2 separate regions of the Mus musculus genome follow, and region 1 is linked to region 2. A link is a contact called in public promoter capture Hi-C data. All regions are on one chromosome and are shown on one strand. The core of a region is the stretch at or near the end of the contact, and the rest is flanking DNA. Distances in the headings are between cores, read along the strand shown.

The links. Promoter capture Hi-C pulls out the DNA fragments that hold promoters and counts their contacts.
Region 1: a promoter capture Hi-C map of macrophages shows a contact between it and region 2, with 6 read pairs. The contact joins the promoter of Dnttip1 here to the promoter of Wfdc16 in region 2. A contact is called at or near these places in 2 of 39 promoter capture datasets (macrophages and stem cell-derived epiblast-like cells), 3 of 115 datasets of contacts at active chromatin or transcription factors (bone marrow-derived macrophages, embryonic stem cells and large pre-B cells) and 2 of 9 other capture datasets (macrophages and pancreatic islet).

What each region holds. Positions count from the first base shown.
Region 1 is chr2:164,744,558-164,749,782 of GRCm38.p6, reverse strand. It overlaps Dnttip1 (deoxynucleotidyltransferase, terminal, interacting protein 1), which reads right to left and starts at 3,768. Exons shown (of 13, transcript NM_133763.1): 1 at 3,625-3,768; 2 at 3,006-3,076; 3 at 2,224-2,320. The coding sequence starts at 3,729. It also overlaps a transcript of Wfdc3 not described here.
Region 2 is chr2:164,635,122-164,640,390 of GRCm38.p6, reverse strand. It overlaps Wfdc16 (WAP four-disulfide core domain 16), which reads left to right and starts at 1,589. Exons shown (of 4, transcript NM_001012723.2): 1 at 1,589-1,626; 2 at 1,776-1,947; 3 at 4,394-4,543; 4 at 4,923-5,269. The coding sequence starts at 1,818. The coding sequence ends at 4,978.

The DNA of each region.
Region 1 (5,225 bases), core at 2,519-5,018, 110 kb before region 2:
CAGAATACTCATGAACATAAAATAAAACAAACCCATAACAAAAACCAAAGCCCAACAAAATCCCCAAAACAATTCAGAAAACAAAAACCCAAAGTGGCCTCAAAGCCTTTACATGATCTGCAGTTATTTCTTTTTATGAAGTCCGAATTATCCTGATACCAAAATAGAATAAAGAAAATTATATGCCAAGCTCCTTGAAGAACATAGAAGAATAATTCTCAACAAAAGAGTTGCATACTAGCCGGGCATGGTGGCGCACACCTTTAATCCCAGCACTCGGGAGGCAGAGGCAGGCGCATTTCTGAGTTCAAGGCCATCCTGGTCTACAAAGTGAGTTCCAGGACAGGTAGGGCTACACAGAGAAACCCTGTCTCAAAAACCAAAAAGAGTTGCATACTGATTTCAAGAAAACATGGTAGGGCTGGAGAGATGGCTCAGGAGCTAAGAGCACTGCCTGCTCTTCCAGAGGTCCCGAGTTCAATTTCCAGCAACCACATGGTGGCTCACAACCATCTGTAATGGGATCTGATGCCCTCTTCTGATGTGTCTGAATCACATGAATGATTCAGCGATGAATCACAGGGATGATTCACGTTTGCAAATCAATAATGGAATTCATTAAACAACAGACTTCAGACAGAAATCAAATCATCATTTCTCAGATGCGGAAAAGGCTTCTGACAAAATCAAACATCATTTTGTGATAAAAGTCCTGGAAGAGAGAGAATGTACCTCCACGTAACAAAGGCTACAGATGACGGATTACAGCCAACATATTACCTACAGAAAACTCAAAACTGAAATCAGGAACAAGACGGGTGTCAGGAGTCCACTTTCCCCACTCCTACTCAGTGCAGTAAAGCCTTAGCTACAGCAACCAGACAAGAGACACAAACAAGAAAGGAAGGAAGGCGCCACAGGAGCTCACTTGCAAATGACATTCTACACACCAGAAAGACGTGACAATGGACAAGCGCTTTCAACAAAGAGGCAGAATAAAAAATCAGCATGCAAAACCCTACAGTCTTCCTCTGCACTGGCAGCAAACAGGTTGAGGAAGAGCTCAGAGAAAGCATTCCATTCACAACTGCCACAAAATAAACCTTCCAGTAAACATGCCTGTAAGAAAAGCTTTAAAAACTGAAGGAAATTGGTGAAGACCCTACAGGATGGGGTGACACCACTCCCCCACCCCCCCATCATGGATTGGAAAATCAATACTGTGAACTGGCATTACCAAAAGCAACCCCCATCAAATGCATGAGTGTCTCTAATAACACAGACACCCTAGCTCTGTTCTCGAGGAAGCCCGGTGGTGAGCTACCTCTTTTTTTCACTCCTTCCCTCACACTGTTTGAAGCGAGCAGGGGCACTATCTGTTTTACACACTGCCACAGGCCCAGTCATGGCTGGCAATGTGTTAATCATGAATTGGGCTCTGTACTCACGAGCTAAGTAAGTGCTTCACTAAGCTACACATAACCCCAAGGCATCTCAATGATGCTAATGGTATTTGTGAAAATGAATTTTAAAAAGGTCTAACTTTTCATGGTCTAAATAAGGGTGCTGAACACATGAAAATGAAACCATCTGGCAAAGAAAGGTATTGAAATCACCCCCAAGCAGTGAAAAAGTGATTGGGGTGTATAAACCTGTTATATCTGTGTAGCAAGAATATCAAGAGAGACTGTTGACAGGACTATCCTGCTTGCAAGTCTCCTCTATCCTCCCTCCCCTTTCCTTTCTTTTCAGAGAGGGTCTCACTCTGCAGACCAGGCTGGCCTCAAACTCCAAAGATCTGCTTGCTTCTTTCTCCTGGGTGCTGGGATTAAAGGTATATGCCACCATGCCTGTTTTTTTCTAAGATTTAAAAAAAATATATTTATGTGTACATACCTGTGGAATTTATACTCTGGTTATAATCTGCAGAGGTCAGAAGAGGGCACTGGAGCCTGCACCTGAGTTACAGGAGGCTGGGAGTGGCCTGATGTGAGTGCTAGGAACTACAATTGAGTCCTGTGCAGGAGCAGCAAGCACCCCTAACCACTGAGGCTGTATTTTCCAGCCTCCATTCTGTTTTTTCTTGTCTAAGGGGTCTTACTGTGCTGTCCAGGCTGGCTGTCAGCTGCCTCAGCCTCCTGAGTGGTCGGGCACGTACGCTGCAGCACCTGGCTGTACAGTCTTGTTTAGTAGTACAGTTGGCTTTAGTCACCAGGTCCTCACCTTCATGTACTTGTTGAAGACACCCTGGATCTCCTCATTGATGCTAGGCTGCAGGACAGCACGGAGGAGATCCATAGAGATGGCTGGGTCTGTGAAACTGGGGTTGTTGGGGAGACAGAGTCAGGGGAGTGTTCCAAACAGACCTTCCCAGACTACTCAGCTAGTTAGCAACATGGGATTCTAAAATTTATTTCATTATAACTCTGTGAAATAGGAATTATTTTCCAAGTATTTTATGAAATATAATACACACATATTTTTTCTTTTCCTTTTTTAGAGACAGAGTCTCACTATGTAGTCTGGTTGTCTTGGAACTCACTACATAGATCAGGCTGGCCTTAAACTCACAGAGGTCTGCCTGCCTCTGCCAAGTATTGTAATTAATAAATGATTATCACTATCCCAGGTCAAAAATACAAGAAGAATTCCCAAGGCCCATCCCTTCCCCAGGCTGGATGCCCCATGTCAAAGCTGAGAAAACAGAGTCTAAGAAAAGCTAAAGGCTTGTGTTAACAAACATCTCAGTCTGCATTAGAACAGATGTCTGTAATCTTGAATTCACATCCTCTGACTTACAGACTTCAATCACGGAGACAGACTAGACGTTCATTCCTTCCCTGCTTGGTTAGGATGTGGACCTGACAAGGTGACAGGAAGTTACAGCCTCCCCACTCCTGTGCTCTTTACGGGCTGTTGATCTCAGACTCCTACAGTGGGGTTCCCAAAGCACTCACTGCAGTCCACACAACTGGATCTCAGGTCTCACCCAGGTCGAGCCTTACCTTGTGGTCATCTGAGATCGGCGGCCCCTTCGCTGCACCTGCCGATGTTTTATCATTATGTTCCAAGGGTTCTGTTGGGGACCAAGTGGGCAAATGTCACCGAGGCTTCTCATAGTGAGGATGAGGAGAAAGTGAGTATGGCGCTAAACCTAGACGTTCCTGCTTCTCACTTCTCCCACCTTGGGGTGAAGGGGAATTAATTCAGTGGCTGGAAGACCCTGTCAGGGTGGAGGAACTGGGAAAATGTTTTCTGTCACCAATGTCCAAAGCTCGCTTTTTCTGGAAGAGCAAGAGGAAGGGCAGCAGTGTTTACCTAGGGTCTACTATGAGGCGGGTGACGAGTCAGGGCGTTCTACCCGCCTTTATCAGCCCATCCCACCACAACTCCAGCAAGCTCGGGTTATTGCTGTTCATTTCACAGAAGAGAAACCTGGCGCTCAGAGGGTGTCACATCAGGCCCACGTCACCTAGCTACAATCTGAATCCAGCTTGTAGCGGCACTGAGAAAACGACATTCCCAGGGCCGCACGGCCGCCGCGTTCTTTCGCCCGCGGGCCCGGGGCCCGGGAGCCCGAGGCCCTGCCCGGCCCGAGCCCCGGCCTCGCCCGGGCGCCCTCACCGTGAGAACCGGCTGGCCCGCCGCGCCCGCGTCGCCCAGCTCCAGGCCACCTCGCTCCGCCCCGCCGGGGCCCCGCGGCTGCTCGGTGTCGCCAGTCGCCCCCATGGCGCCCCCCGGCCCACAACAACCTCAGCTCGACTCAGCCACCGGAAAGCGGCGCCGTGACGTCACGGGAGCGCCCGAGCCACCCGGCCGGAAGCGCGACGCGCGTGCGCCGTGGGGTTGCTATGGGAACCGAACTGCCGCCTAGGAGCCACCTCGTCTTTGGTGTCGGGGACGACGTTGAGGCTTCCAGACCCCTGGGAGACAACGGCTGGGGACCGAGTGTGGGTGTTCGGGGGCCATTCAGTCAAGGGACGAGGGCGGTGTGAGGGCAGCAGAGCATACACTTCAGCGGGGGAGCACGGGGCTTCGGATGAGGGCAGCCCGAAGTTCAATCTTTGAAAACCGCAGGAACATCTGAAATCTTAGCACAGCCTCCCCCGAATTGGAGTAGTCTGACTCAGGAACCGGGAAAGCCAACAAAAGAAGGGGTTGTTGGTGCCACCCTAAATACCCAAACACCTAAACACCATACTACTAGCCTTTGCGGGCTGCCGCTTGTGTCGAAAGGCATCAGAATGAAAGTTGGGTTTTGGCTTGTGAACTAGTCCTGTTGCAGAGAGCTGGCCTTCTCTCCCCTAGATGGTTGATTCTGGGATAGGTAGGGGATGAAAGGTTTAACAACTGTGGCGTTCTCCAGAGCTCCTCTTAGCACTACCTCAGAGAGGTAAGCTGTCTGTGAAAGAATTCGGATTCAGTTACGGGTGATAAAATAACTCTTCTCGGGTCACAAGAAGCAGGTAGTGTAACGTATATGAATTTTGTGTTAGGAAAGATCTAGATTCCAACCTGATGTGATATGATCGTTAACGTTGGATAGGGCCTGGTGTGATAACATAACCCCAACACCGAGGAAGGAAGTAGCTGTGGTGTAGAGCTGTCTCAAAGCCAAAGGCTAAGAACATTGGCTGTGGGACTGGATCGCTTACCGCTATTCTCCTGCATACTAATTGCACGGTCATTCGTCCACAGTTTCAAGTATTCCAGCCTGGACCATGTAACTAAGGATCTGCCTCCACCTCCACAATGCCGGTTCACAGGCATGCCACAGTCCACGTTTGGTTTATGTCGTGTTGGAAATTGACCCCAGAGTCGTCATATGGTTGATACTAGGGCTGGATTATTTTATGCAAAGCACTTAAAACTTTGGTATAAGTAACTCCTTAAATTATTCTAATATAATAGTAATTTCCAGCAACCGTCACTTAAGGACTTTTTCCTCTGAAATATTATTGTATGTATTAAAATACTGCATATAAAACACATATTAGATAATCAACAATGCCAGTTTTGTTCCATGTTCCAACGTCCACTTTTATTTTTTTAGGTTTACTTATGTGTATGAGTGTTTTGCTGGTATGCATGTATGTATGTACATCATTTATGTACCTGGTATCCGCAGAGGTCAGAATAGGGTATTGGATCCTTTGGAAATAAAGTTATGGATAATTGTAAATTTCCCTGTGGGTGCTGGGAACTGAACCCTGGTCCTCTACAAG
Region 2 (5,269 bases), core at 340-2,839:
ATTCAACTATCAGCAGAAGAAGGCCACACACTGCAATCCTGGGGGCCTCTCAGTTTTGCTGGTTGCACAACGATGGCTTATGTAGAGAATTATGTACGACACTTACTTACCATGCCTCCTTACTCAGAGTTTGTCTGATGTTTCCTCACAATTGGTTTGAGCTTCATCTTAGGCAGGATCATGGCAGCAGGAATGCTGAGACCCTATGGCATCCTGTTAGTTGGCCCATGGCTTCAATTTGTCCCGTGACCAATCATCCCATCACCTACTGGCCATCCCTGTCTTGGTTCTTTCCTATTGGTGTAGTTGACTATCCTAGGCTGGGTGATGATTCATAAAGAAAGAGAGGGTCTTTGGCTCACGGTTCTGGAGACTGTGAATTGTCAAACGCATTGCCCTGGCATCAGCTTTGACAGGCTTGTTAGTGTGTGGAATCATCAGAGGTTGGGAGAAGGCCCAAGTAAAACAGTGTTTTGGGGGACATGCCAGGACTCCTCAGCCACAAACTCAAAGTGGCTGTGGTTGCCTGCACAAGAGCAAGCCAGACAACATTCTAGCATGGAATGGAAAGGAGTTCACAAGCCCCCAGCCCTAAACGAGGAGCTATGGATGGTTGCTTTCAGGGTGTAGCCCCTGGTAGGACCTAGGTGTTCCAGTGGATGGGCTCACATCAGGGGGATGTGAGCAGCTCAAACTGGAGTTGAGGGGTTATGGGAGAAGAAAAAGAGGACAGGAAATTAGGGATGGATTTGGAAGTAGTTAAGTGGAGAAGTTGGGGCTCAATATAATCAAAATACAGGGTATGAAATTCTCAAAGAACTAATGAAAGTATTTTTCAAACACATGACTGGGCATCACATGGGAAGAAAGAACAAGCAAGCCAGCTCAGGCATGGAGCCCTTCCCTTAGAGAACTGTACACTCTATTGCAGGTTCCATCTTGGAGTCCATCAGAGGGTCCATCACAGACTCCATCACAGGCTGCACCAGAGGGTCCATCAGAGGTCTATCACAGGCTCCATCACAGGCTCCATCATGGGCTCCATCACAGGCTCCATCACAGCTCCATCATGGGGTCCATGATTTCTCACTCTTTCACCTGACACTGGTTAAATCCTTTCTTCAGCAAACTCCCATTCTATTCCAATTGAGTTTACATAAATATGAACTCATGACTTGACCTTGATTTTATTTGACATGGAACCCTGTGATGCCTACATGGGTGTGTTCACTGGGTGAAAATTCAGTAAGGATTTGTGTATGTGTGTACGTGTGTGTGTGTGTGTGTGTGTGTGTGTGTGTGTGTGTGTGTAGTATTGCACAAGAAAAAATAGCACTTGCTCCAGAAAAATCATATTATGGAAAATAAATATTTGATTAAATCAGTAGGTGTAATGTGATGACAACTTTATGAAAACTGTGTAAATTAATTAGGTGTAGATGAAGGAGATCTGTATTTTGATAGGGCAGAAAACCTGGATGGTTTCCTAAATGATCTCCAGCGCTCAGCCCTAGGTAATGAATAACTAAGAGCCTCTATTTTTTTCTTGTGCTTTCCTGCTTTTAAATTTTCCCAAACATGAACATGTGAAGGTGTGAGTGGCTCCACTGGGCAACGGAAAAGAAGGTGAGAGGACATTGTGAAGAGCTGACCTCAGGCAAGATGGTAGTGTGGACGGAGGGGGAACATGGTACCAAACCAGGCAGGGTGCTGGGAGGCCAGGCAGGCATGGGTGTTCCCACCTCCCCACCAGGAAGGCTTTGTGCCCCTCACAGGTCCTGTTGCAACACTGAGTCTCCTGCCAGCCTTGCAGCCTGATGTCCCCGGTTGGCCTCATGAAGTGGCAAGTCACTCTCCAGATGCTATTACTCCTTGGCACGTTAGGCCTGCCAGTGTTGGCAAGATGGAAGGACAGATATTTTTCTGAAATCCAAATTCAAGATTACAGTAGGTATTTTGGATGGGCTTCAAAGTGGGGACTGGGCAGAAAGTGAATAACCCTAACCCTTCTCTAGTACCATTGCAGGGAGGAAGCAGGGGTGGGCTGGGGCACCCCAGAACATCCCTCATTTTGAAAGCCAGGATGCTGGAAGGAAACCGAATGTTTAGGTCTCAACCTGGAGGGTATCTTGATGCTGCAAGTAAGACATTGTTTTTATGTCTGTTGGGCGGGGGGCGGGGGGGGGGTTGTGGCAGCCACGCTGTGTTTTTATCCAGGAAAACACTCATCTAGGCAGTTCCAGGAGGTTTAGAGGCTGCCTGGAGGCATCTAGCTCTAGCTGCTGGGAGCCGGTATTCTCAGTTATGAGCTTCAGAGACAGACCACACATGGACAAAGGGTTTCTAATGATTTCTTACTATGTGCCCCCACCATTTAAAGGGAATTGGGTGTTTTAGAACCTTGGTCATACTGAGAAAAATGAATATGTGAGCTTTGTAGAAGTCCTGTAGGGTTTTGTTTTTGTTTTTGTTTTGAATTCTACTGAGTGGAAGGGAGATGGGTAAGGACTGAAAGGAGGAACGTGTTCAAGAGAAAGCCGAGTTTCTGGGCAGCTGTTTCAGCCAGAAATGGAGAAGTGGAGGTGGAAGGCAGGCTCTTTCCTTTTTGTTCTTATTTATTGTGTATGGGTGTTTTGCCTCTATGAATGGCTGTGCACCGCATGTGTGCAGTGCCCACAGAGGCCAGAAGAGGGCATTAGATGCCCCACAACTGGAGTTAGAGACAGTTGTGAGCTGTCATATTGGGGGCTGAGACTCTTAACTCTGATTTTCTGAAATAGCCCCTGATTCTTTGTATTAAAAAGTTAACATATGCTATTTGTACAAAACATAGGTTTTGACATGACGTTTTCACATGATAGGTGAGGTACTTTATTCATATTGCTCCCTGCCCCCAGCTTCTCTCCATCCTTCCTCCCACAGGGTCTCTTTCCCCCAAGTAAGACACTCCAACTTCATCTCTTTAAAACAACTAGGTTCATATGAGAGAAAATAGACATCACTGGTCTTTCTGAGTTGTACTTCTGTTGTTTAGCATGATGATGTCTGCCTCCATTCATGTCATCCTTTCTAAGAATGAAATATATATATATACATATATATATACACACACACACATATAGTGTGTGTACATACACATATACACATTATTATATGTATATTATATAATTATTATATATTATCATATCTCTGTATATACAGTTTATTTATTCATTGATGGGCTGACTAGGCTAATTCTATACATTGTGAATGTTGCTGGCATGAACACGGGTATGCAGTATTTATTGTATGGTGCTCTGATTCCTGGGAGATATTTCCAAGGATAATATGGTGGGGTGCTGTGGTCATTCTATTAGTTTTGTGGAGTCTCCCTTCTGATTCTCATGGCAGCTGAGCCACACCCCCTTTCCACTAACCCACTTTAAAGGCCCCTTCCTCCGCCTCACCTTTCTAGCCAGTGTTTGCTGATTTGGCAGGGGTTGCATAACATTCTTCCATGCATTATCAGTCATTCTTACTTCTGTTATTCATCTGAGTAGAGTATTCATCTTTGGGATGTTTATTGTAATGCAGGAGGTGATGAAACGCCTAGAGCAGTGGTTCTCAACCTGTGGGTCTCGACCCCTTTGAAGAGTCAAATATCTCTTCCACAGTGGCTGCATATCAGAGAGCCTGCATATCAGATATTTATATTAAGGTTCATAGCAGTAGCAAAATTAATTATGAAGTAGCAGTAAAAATAATTTTATGGTGGGGGGGTCACCACAATATGAGGAACTGTATTGAAGGGTCGCAGCGTTGGGAAGATTGAGAAAGTGGTTCTAGAGGAAACCGTGGGGAAGACACTTGAGGCTGCAGGCTTAGGCAACAACTTTCTGAAGAGGACTCCACTAGTTCGGGACATAAAGGAAAAACTCAGGAGAGGACCTCAAATTCTAAAGCTTTTGGCACAGCAAAATTAAAGGAAGAGACAGCCCAAAGGTTGTGAGGAAACTTCTGCAGCCTACTCCTCTGACAAGGGTTTAGTATCCAGAGTGTGTAACCATATTAAAAAAAAAAAACCAAAAAGTCAACTGCCAAGAGGCCGGGTGATTTCCTACCCTGGGACCCAATACCTCCCACCCTGTGAAATAAAGTGAAAATGAAGGACTTTTTGCTTTGAGAATTAGACTTAAGTTTGTGGGTTTAAAGTCCATATGGATAACATTACAGTGCCTTGTGGGATTAAGGAGGGCATCAGGGAGTGGCCCTTTCGTCCAAGAACCAAAAAGAAACCGCTAGGCTATTGGGCGAGGAGAGGAAGCAGAAGGGGACCCCCGAGCGCTGGAGCTGCTGGCAGTAGTGAGGAAATGCTCTTGGTTAGGGGAATGCTTGCTTATGTATTCCTTTTCAGTTTTAACAAGGCCCAAACTGCCCCCCTGCCTGACGCGGCCGACCAGCACCCAGTGCACAAGCTACTGCAGGGCTCACCTGGACTGTGAGCAGGACTTTCACTGCTGCCGCTCCTTCTGCGGCAACGTCTGCATGAGTCCGGAAGAGGCGGGTAGGTTCTGAAGAGCACGTCCCCTCTTCGTCCAGGTTACAAAGACCTTGGAAACCCACTCTGTGGGAAGAGAGACAGCATGGCACTGTGCCTCTCAGTTCCTACATCCAATCCCCTCAGAGGACCTCTGTTTCTCCGTCCTGGTTTCAGGTACCCGGTCTGATCTTGCAGGCCTACCTGATTTTGCCAAGCCCCAGAAAATCTGGCATCTGTGTCTATGCCCAGTGGTTTATCATCCCGTAGGAGAAGCTATATGTGGGCATCTCTTATGCCACAAACCCCATTAGTGACCCAGGAGTTAGGGAATCAATTGTGATCACCCCTAGAGAAGTCTGTCTACATGGTGTGATCACTAGCGTCCTATCATTTTCTCCTCTAGAGGGCGCAAAGCCAAACCATACAATCAGGAACTCGGTGAGCACAGTTGTACCATAAATCGTCATCGTTACAAGCCACTCGGAAAGTGTTGGAAGACCAACCTCCTGTTGGACCGTCCTCTTGAATCAGGTGTGGGTAGGGGTGAGGGTGCCCAGACAATGTCTTCCCTGCCTACCTCCTTCCCCATAAGCTGTTCCAGGAACGGAGGCCCCACTTTTGTCTATAGTTACAGGACTGTTGCTACCCCAAGTACTTTCTCTAACTCCCCCCCTCCCCCCCCAGCCCCTAACCCCTACCTCCTAGTTTAGATTTTTCCTACCTTCCCACCCTTTAGCAGTCTAGTCTCTT